3 separate regions of the Mus musculus genome follow, and all the other regions are linked to region 1. A link is a contact called in public HiChIP or PLAC-seq data. All regions are on one chromosome and are shown on one strand. The core of a region is the stretch at or near the end of the contact, and the rest is flanking DNA. Distances in the headings are between cores, read along the strand shown.

The links. HiChIP or PLAC-seq counts read pairs in DNA pulled down with a chosen protein or histone mark.
Region 2: a RAD21 HiChIP or PLAC-seq map of pro-B cells shows a contact between it and region 1, with 2.9 times the contacts expected there. The contact joins two enhancer-like sites. A contact is called at or near these places in 2 of 15 datasets of contacts at CTCF or cohesin (CD8 T cells and pro-B cells), 1 of 484 Hi-C or Micro-C datasets (Sertoli cells) and 2 of 115 datasets of contacts at active chromatin or transcription factors (CD8 T cells and T-cell acute lymphoblastic leukemia).
Region 3: a RAD21 HiChIP or PLAC-seq map of pro-B cells shows a contact between it and region 1, with 2.6 times the contacts expected there. The contact joins two enhancer-like sites. A contact is called at or near these places in 2 of 39 promoter capture datasets (hippocampal neurons and stem cell-derived epiblast-like cells), 1 of 15 datasets of contacts at CTCF or cohesin (pro-B cells), 2 of 484 Hi-C or Micro-C datasets (LSK cells and embryonic stem cells), 1 of 115 datasets of contacts at active chromatin or transcription factors (T-cell acute lymphoblastic leukemia) and 1 of 9 other capture datasets (embryonic stem cells).

Annotation. Positions count from the first base shown.
Region 1 is chr4:11,793,170-11,796,471 of GRCm38.p6, forward strand. Cdh17 (cadherin 17) reads left to right here. Exons shown (of 18, transcript NM_019753.4): 10 at 2,316-2,531. Among named protein-coding and RNA genes, the nearest start is that of Cdh17, 37 kb to the left of the region's middle. Within about 2 kb of position 1,357, at least 49 of the 459 cell types and tissues checked have an H3K27ac peak or open chromatin away from gene starts, as enhancers often do. A contact at or near this core is called in pro-B cells, where this site is marked.
Region 2 is chr4:11,927,837-11,930,930 of GRCm38.p6, forward strand. No RefSeq gene overlaps it. Among named protein-coding and RNA genes, the nearest start is that of Pdp1, 37 kb to the right of the region's middle. Within about 2 kb of position 1,720, at least 15 of the 459 cell types and tissues checked have an H3K27ac peak or open chromatin away from gene starts, as enhancers often do. A contact at or near this core is called in pro-B cells, where this site is marked.
Region 3 is chr4:11,626,770-11,629,797 of GRCm38.p6, forward strand. No RefSeq gene overlaps it. Among named protein-coding and RNA genes, the nearest start is that of Gm11832, 13 kb to the left of the region's middle. Within about 2 kb of position 1,687, at least 40 of the 459 cell types and tissues checked have an H3K27ac peak or open chromatin away from gene starts, as enhancers often do. A contact at or near this core is called in pro-B cells, where this site is marked.

The sequences.
Region 1 (3,302 bases), core at 107-2,606:
GTTCGTTCCTCTTAAGTTTATACTGTCCTCTTTAGGAAAAAGAGGAAAAGAAAAGTTTCCTCAATTATGATACATTTAGAAAGAAGCAGCCGCTGTTACATGAGTACAAATTCCAAATGGCTCTGAGCCACATGCCTCATGGGTGGATCTATGTCTATCTATCTATCTATCTATCTATCTATCTATCTATCTATAGATCTATAGATCTATAGATCTATAGATATAGAGAGAGACAGAGAGAGGCAGAGAGACAGAGAGAGAGAGACAGGAGAGACAGACATAGTGATAGAGATAGAGATATTTCTTCCCTTTTCCATCCTTTAAAACCCAACTCCTGTAAGTGTCTGTATAAGGCCTTGGCTGCAAACTGATATAAATGAAGAGTGTAATTCAATTCAAATAGTGGCATCTGAATAAATCTCAGGTGGGATTCTGACCGCATGAAAGGAAACTCACACTTCCCATTTTATAGATCTGGATGACCACAGATTCTATCAGAACTTGCTCAAAGTTGGTAGGACACAGAATCACATCCACTGACCTCAGGAGCTCCTGGGCCAAAATACACACAGGCACAGTATACATATGGCCATGGCATGTGGTATGTGTGTGTGTGTGTGTGTGTGTGTGTATGTGTGCGTGTGTGACTATTCTTTATGTGTTATCTTTGAGTGGAGTCAGTCTCTACAGTTGTTCACAAAGCTCTCAGAAGTAGCCCAAGATTGGCTTCTTCTAGTTTAGCTGTGACATTTGTCCAGTGTGTTAGTGTCTTGGGGCTATAGTAATAAAGCACCAGAAATGTGAACTTCTCAGTTCTGCTGATGGGGAATCTGAAATTATGGTGACAGGATCTTGTGGGAAAGCCTGTTGCCTCTTCTGACTCTGACTTAAGCTAGCTGCTGACAACACTCTGCAGATCTCTTTCCTCCTCTTCTTCTTTACCTCCCTCTGTGTGTGGATGATCTCACCCCAGTAATGTAGTTGCTTATATCTCTGATGACCCTATTTTCAAATAGGGCCCCCCACCAAGATTAGAGGTGGAAGTAGATTCCTTTGGGTGGGTGAGGAGCAGGAGGTACACCATGCTGAACTGTCACTCCCCACCAAATCTGTAAGTTGATGTCCTGCTCCTTGTGTGGGGTAAATTGTTCTTCCTCCCCAGCTCATAGGATAAAGTTCTAAGTCTTGGTACTTCAGAATATGGCTATACAGATGTAGATGTTTTAAAGAGGAAATTGGGTAGGATGAGTGCTGGGTAGGATGTGGGACTGGGTAGGATGAGTGCTGGGTAGGATGTGGGACTGGGTAGGATGTAGGGCTGGGTAGGATGTGGGCTGGGTAGGATGTGGGCTGGGTAGGATGTGGGTTGGGTAGGATGTGGGACTGGGTAGGATGTGGAACTGGGTAGGATGTAGGGCTGGGTAGAATGTAGGGCTGGGCAGGATGTAGGTCTGGGTAGGATGTAGGACTAGGTAAGATGTGGAACGGGGTAGGATGTGGGACTGGATAGGATGTGGAACTGGGTACGATGAAGGATTAGGAAGATAGCTCAGTCAGTACATTTTTTACCTTGCCTCTATAAGGACCTGGGTTAGATCCCCTGATGCATACACACAAAGCCAGGCATGGCAGTACATTTGTAATCCCAGTGCTGGGGAGGCAGAGACAGGTAGATTACTAGGGTTCACTGGCCAGACAACTTAAATATACTTAGCAAGATTTTGTAGAGAGAGAGTGCTAGAGACCCTGTTTAAAAAAAAAAACTAAATAAAACAAAACAAAAACCAAACAACAACAACAAGAACAACAAAACCAAACAAAAGGAAAAACAACAAGAACAACAACAAAAAGGTGGGTAGCTTCTACGGAATGCCGCTGAGGTTGCCCTCTGACTCCCACATTCACATGTATGTATGTGTATACCCACAAACACCCAGCTGGTGGGCCTTAATCTAATCTGACCAGAGTTCCTAGGATAAATTTGGGTGCTAAGGTATAAAGAGGAGGTTACATAGTGAGGAGGAAGAAATAGCCAGGGAGAGACGCTTAGAGGAAAGCCGTTTTGTCAACACCTTGATTTCATGTGTCCAGGGTCTAGGTCTCCCAGAAGGCTGATTTTTGTTTAAGTCTCTCAATTAACAATACTGTGTGGCAGGCAGTCTTGGCTGCCACTATGTTCAATCAAGCATACCATGAAAAAATGCAAGGAGCCAAAGTAAATCTAAATGTCTTTGCTCACCACCCCAGACAGTTCCCGTGTTTCCTAAGAAGCCACTTGATGAACTGATGTGGTTGTTGTTCTTTCTTCTCCAAAGGTAACAGCATCGGGATCTTTGAGGCCCATGATATGGACGAAGCTAACAACATCAACAGTATTTTGAAATACAAGCTTGTAGACCAAACACCCAAAGTTCCCTCAGATGGACTTTTTCTCATTGGTGAATATGAGGGAAAGGTTCAGTTAAGTAAACAGTCCTTGAAGAAGCAAGACAGTCCTCAGTACAACTTAAGTATCGAGGTGTCTGACGTAGGTAAGCACTGTACCCGATGTGGTGAGTTTACATGTCTGTTTTCCTTTTACTAAGGATTTGTGAGGCCCTTCCCATGCCAGTAGCTTTCTCTGCTATCTTTGTGACTGTGAGGAAGCCAGATGTTTTCTCAAGAGCTAGAGGTGCAGATTCGGAGACATCGCATTGTCTTTGGTCCTCTGAGAACTAGGTGTCAAGAGGAATTCAGTGACCATCTTAAAGAGAATGCCCTTAAGAAAAAATGGAAAGGAAGCTTCGAAGTCTAGGGGATCCCCAGACAGCAGTTCTGGCTTGATCAAGATGGAAGGAGTTTTGATAACAATGTTCTAGACCACTGAGCAGTCTAAGAAGAATTCCAAATGGTTATCGGGAAGGTCTGATGCAGGGCATTGTCTCTGTGGATAGGCCTGTCTTTGCATCACTACTTGCTCAGTAACCATCTGGGGGCAGCAAATAGAAGATGAGGTACAAGTGTACTGTTGGTCACAGCATAACACTGCAGCTACCAGGTTATCAGTCCAGCTGTTAAAGTCACCAGGCGCAGTCTCACAGCTACTATAATTAAAATTCAGGAAAAATTCTTTCCTCATCCTTGCTTCCAGACTAAAAGTATCTGTGTATGAAAGCAGTAGAGAAATTAGTCTTTGCTGTTCTTGAAGGCAGAGAGAGTTCTGCCCTTTCTTGCCACCTTCGTATTGCCCACTAGACAACAATAGGAAACCTTTCCCCTTAATCCTTGTATACTATCTAAGTGGGTTCTGCTTAACCTCTCCT
Region 2 (3,094 bases), core at 470-2,969, 140 kb after region 1:
CCTAGACGCTGCCATGTTCCCACCTTGATGATACTGGACTGAACCTCTGAACCTGCCAGCCCCAATTAAATGTTGTCCTTTGTAAGTCTTGCCTTAGTCATGGTATCTCTTCACAGCAGTAAAACCCTAAGGCAATGGTAATGCAAGCCACTGTACTGACCCCTTTGACACTGGAGGAGCTAAAAGGAGTTCTGATGTCTCTTTTTAGTTTGGCCTTCTGAAGCCTTTAAGTCCATATACATAACTTAGAGGGGTCTTTGTGCAGTGTATTTACATTATATATACTCCTAACAGTTTAATCAGTTGGAAGTGGTCACAGTTATCAAATTAGCTATCATAATATCACATGCTTATGTTCAATTAATGCTTATTTTATTTAATAATGGCCCCAAAGTGCAATATGATATAAAGGAGTCACCAGTGTATAAGACAAGGACAGATAGACTGTCTCTGACACTGTAGGATAGACTGGAAAGACGTTGTAGTTTGGCACTACCTCAGATATTCAGCTTGCACTATGAGTCACGGAGTATCCTCTGAGGACAAGGAAGGAGTGCCACATGGCTGCACCTGGTGAAAATAAACAAGGTATAAAGGTGATTTGGCTATGATAGCTGTCATCCCATTAGGCAGGTGATGTAGCTAATCTGACTGGCTAGGCATATGTTCCCTTCTTCCATGTTCCCAGACCATGTGTGTGTTTCCTGACAAGCTGTACATATGCTTGCAGAGAAAAACCTTTCTCAATAGAAGATCCATCTTGGGTCAAGGATCTATGAGAGGCTCAATCCCTTGCTAGAACCTCCAAACAAAGTTTGGAAGTCTATTTGTAGGAGAATACAGTCAAGTTTTCAGGATTCTAAATACGTCTAAATCATTGGCTACATCCAGCAGTCTGTCTTTCTTTGAGAAAGTAAAATAAATACTCAAAATGTTCTAAGTATGACCATGTTCCTGCCCCAGTCTTCATATTATTTCTAAAAACTATTTTTCATATGAACAATAACCAGACACAGTCAGGAACCACATAGAAAGAGCAGATACCAGGAAAAGGCATCACTACTGAAACTCTCATGTGCAAACTATACACCTCTGCTTACTGTGTAACATAAATGAAACATAGGCTTAATAGTTTTAACAGGGATCTGGGGTCTGTATATTAAAAGGTAACAGCAGAATTGAAACAGAGCTAAATCGGAATCCTACTATTTGAAAAAACGCAACAATCCCAGCACTTGGGAGGCTGGCATAACCTTGAACCATGAGCTCAAGGCCATCCTGGGCTACACTGTGACACCCTGTCTCAAAATATTGTAACAGCCAGGCTGTGGGTGCAGTCATAGTATAGCTACAGGATGCCTTTTTTATGCTTAGCAGGCTTGAGATGATTGAGTTTAATCCTTACATCTTTCAAAAGTTAATAGCCAAGCCTAAGATTTTAATTCTAAGTTACACATGGCTGAAGGGAAGATTGGAAAACCAAAAGATGAGAGACAACAAACTATTAGAATGTAACACAGAAAAACAGCAATAATGGAAAATACAAAGAAAATTAAGAGATCCGGATGGACCCAAGGAGAAGGTCTAAAAGATTGGTTGAAATATCAAAAGAAAGGGAGTCTGGGGCAGAAGCAATAGCCAAGGAAACAGTGGCATATGATCCAGTCTCCATATGAGTCACCCTCAGTTCTGGTCTCAGGTCATTTCAGGAGTCAGCCCAGCCAGAGCACCTAGAGGTCCTCTAGGGGGCAATGTTGCCTAGTCCAGGTGCAACCAGAGCTTGGCAGAGCTGAAAATGTCCAAATGCTCTTTGTGGATGAAAGACAAGGCAGTTAGCCTTGAGAGGAAACGACCAAGTTCCAACCTGACAGTAAGAGAGGAAGAGAGACGGAGATATAGAATGACTCTTAAGCACAGAAACAGGCTGCCCTGTGTCCGGAGCACAGAGGCCAAGGTGATCACAAGACTGCAAGAAGCAGGCACTAGGATATCAAGAACCTCTGAGCCACAGGGACATTAAAGCCTCGATCTTGGGGCTGTGGAGGCCATTATTAAGTTATAAGCGGAGTGGGGGATATGATTGGACATATATTTTGGAAGAACTGCAGGGGTAGAGCTGGAGAACTGACTGAAGAGGGGAGTGTGGTGACCAAGCATGCCGTGGAGCCGTTATAAGCCACGTTGATGGAAGCTGAAGATAACCTGTGCTAAGTAAGCCAGGTATAGACCAAACAGCAATGCTTGATATGGGCACTCTCATAGGTATTCTTATGTTTGACTCATTGGTTCAAATTGGGAAGCATAGTGTTTGTGGTTATTAGAAACAGTATGTTTTTGTATTTTTTCAATTTCTTTTTAAATGTGTTTATCTTTTAAACTTACCAATAATTAACATAGCTTTAGGAATAAGGGAAAATCAATTAAAATATTTCAACTTAGACAAAAATCTCAAAAGAACATCAGGAATGTAAATTATTCAATTCGCATGCTCTACCCACTACAAAATATAGTTTAAAAGTAATATGGACTGTTTAACTCTTTGGCACAGGAAAGACACATTTTAAATTCATTAGAACGGATTTGAATATTCAAATTGCAGAGTGCTCATACGGACCTTTATCCTGAGACTCTGCCTCATTTCCAGCGGGTCCTTCACGAGCACAACAAACAATTCATTTAAGGCAGTTCAAAAAGGGAAAGTGGAAGACTTTGGTCTGCAAGCAGAGAAGGGTCTCGTTTCTGCCCGTGGTTTCTGGCTTTGCCCGTCACTCCTCACCATATAAGGCATTTGTGTTGTCTCTCTTGCACTGATGATCCCTGGTGTCCTGATATGTTGGCCCAACAGCATAGCTCCTTCCATGGAAAAAAGCACTGAAGCAAGTCCTCCGTGAGAGGCTCGCTCCCCATTGCTTCTGCCCAACTCTTGATGCCCAGAGCTGTCACTTAGAGCTGCCTTTCTCCTGCCACTTTGGGGATGTTGTGCAAAAGAGGGACTCATCATCCTGTCTTCTTAAGACCAGTCTTTGTCCCAGGCCTGTCAACAATGCCAAGGCTGAGGTACTGTCCTTTTCACCCACCAGGAAAACCTTCTACA
Region 3 (3,028 bases), core at 437-2,936, 170 kb before region 1:
GAGGCAGTGTCATGAAAATATCAGCTTTGTCAAACAGGTACAGTGGCTGATGCCTGCAATCCCAGCCCAAGGTGGGTAGAGGCAGGAAGATTGTCATGAGTTTAAGGCCAACCTCTGCTACGGTATAGGACCCTGTCTGAAAGTGTATAATCTGGCTGGAGAGCTAGCTCAGCAGTTAAGATCTTACAGGGCCCGAGGCTTCTATCCCCAGGACCCACATAGTAGTTCCCAACCACACCTAACTCCAGTTCCAGGGATCTTATACCCTCTTCTGACCTTAGGCACCAGGCACACATCTGTGTGGTGCAAAGGCACATGTCAGCAAAACACATAGAATTAAATACATCTTTAAAAATACATTAACAATCAAACAAAAAACAAAAGCTGAACCACTTTTGTCATTCCAGTGCAATGAAGTCATTAGATGCTGGAGGATTGTCCAGTAACCTTAATCTGTGATGTGCTGGGCTTATAAAGGACTTGACAGTGAGCTATTTGGATAGCCGCTTGCGGGAATTGTGTGGCTATCTCCAGGAACCCCGAGCTTTATATTAATTGCATGAAGAGCAAGTCAGCATCCTTGTGACGGTCTGACACTTGGCTCGCAGTCAGCAGGCCTGGATGCTCTAGTCAGCCTTCCCATAGATTGTGTGGAAGTCACTTAAAATGCATACTTTCTTTTAATAATAATAATAATTAGAAATAATAAATTATTTGTGGATTCCTGACTATGTGTCTGAATGGCATTGCTGAATCTATATGCCTTATTTTATTTTGTTCATGGCAATCTCAAAACTTAGATAATATTATCTTTATTATTATTATTTTCTTCATTTTACAGGGGAGAAAAATGAGAGCTCAAATACTTTCCAGGAGCATCACTTTTCATGAAAGGAGCTGAATTCAATCATAAGCCAGTGTGGTTTCAGAACTTTTATATTTGATTCATAAGTTAAAGGAAAGTTTAAGGGCTGTCTTTAGCAGTTATTAGTATGAAGAGCTCTGAGCCTCTACCGTTTATGCCAGAAACATATTTACTGAGAGCAAAATCTCAAAACAAAGCAAATCCCCAAAGATTTTGGGGTTTATGAAAAATAAAGTTGGGTCAGTGGGATGTCTCAGTGGGTAAGGGAGGTGCATTTACTGTTAGGTCTCATGATCTGAGTTTGACCACTGGGACCCACGCAGTAGGAGAGAAGATTCCACAAATTGTTCTCTGACCTCCGCAGGCTATGACATACCTCCTAACACCGTGAAAATAAATGTAATAAAAATGCGAAGAAAAAGTTTAAGACTAATGAATTAACTATATAAAATATTGTTAATTTATTATCTGTAACTTTAATTATCTGCATATCCTGGCCAGAACTATTTGTATATACAATGCTGTTTTATGGTGGATGGCCTGCAGGGGGCAGCAACAGCTCACAGTTGTCTCATCAGCCTTCGCATACTGTCTTCCTGTTTCCCTTATGATAGCTATAAAAGCTATAACCCATTTCAGTTATCCATGTGCCCCACGGTGTGATTTTCTCTAACATTTTATATTGTCCGGGTTTTATATTCCTTGTGTGGGTGAAGGGCCATGAGCAGTAAATTATTTAATTAAACAGAAAGTGTACCGAGCCACAGCTGACCAACTCAGCTACAATCTGGGCCCAGATCCAGTGCTTTGAGTCAGTCTACCCCAACATCTACACCATCTGCGAGCCGCCGGAGCACGTGAAAGGGCCGGTCCTGCAGAACCAGAGCTGCAGGATCACCATGACTCTGGCAGGTTCTCCAATAGGGGCCAGCAATGGTCCAGTATGTCTGGTGCTTCAGAAACCAGAAACCGTGAACCAAAGACTCATTGCAATGAATATTTGCAAGTACAGCCATCTTGGCTAGTGTGTGTGTGTGTGTGTGTGTGTGTGTGTGTGTGTGTGTGTGTGTGTGTGTGTATTATGACACCCACAGTTTCCAGTGTCACAATGAACAAATATTCCATACAGAGATAGAAAAGAGAGCAACGGAGCAGTGAGCAAATGGTGGAGAGGGTGCAGAACTAGAAATGTTATGGTGGTAATAGAAGTGAGAGAGGCCTGCGGTGGACGGTGGGGGTGGGGGCGGGGCGGGGGGGGGAGACACATGTAGTTGCCAAGTAGGGACGATAGGGGATAGGGCGGTGTGTAGCAGCCTGGAGCTTGCACTCCAATTTAGCCCCTCCCCCTGCCCCCTCCACAGGCTCCCCAGCTGCACAGTTGCCATGGTTCTGAGCAACAGCAGGGTGTCCAAGAGGAAGAACAGATCAATTTTTGGAATGAACCTGCTTGAAAGACCTCTCTTGAAAGACCTCTATGGTCTGTGCTGTCCCCCAAGGCCACTTTGGTATTCACGGTCCACTGCTTCAGACTGTGTTGAAGCCCGAGGTTCATGTGGATGTCTGTGATCTTACAGCAGCTGGGAGCCATGTTGATGTCCCTGGCCCAAGGTACCATTGAATGCCGCACAGATGTACTGGGTCTGAGCTGCCTCCTGAGGCCACGCTGATGTCTGTCTGGGTCCCTGTTCCTGCTTCAGCCAGGGTCTGTGTTGGTGCCTATGGCTAGTGTTACCACCAAAGGTCATGTGGATGTCCATAGTCTGTGCTGCAACCTGAAGCCATGTTGATGATGTCTGTGATGGTTTGTATATGCTTGGCTCAGGGAGTGGCACTATTAGGAGGTGTGGCCTTGTTGGAGAAGGTGTGTCACTGTGGGCTTTCAGACCCTTGTATCTTCTTGTATACCAGTCTTCTCCTGTCTGCCTTTGGATGCAACTGTAGAACTCTCAGCAATAAACTCTTCCACATTCCTACTAAGATGGCCCACTAAGCCCCACTTAAAGCATCCCACTGCTTTTCAAAATCCACATTTTTCTGAGTAAAGTATGGTCAGGCTTATCACAGAAATACCCCACTCCTGGTACCAACTTATGTCTTAGCGTTTTACTGCTGTAAACAGACACCATGACCAAGGCAACTCTTATAAGAACAACATTTAACTGG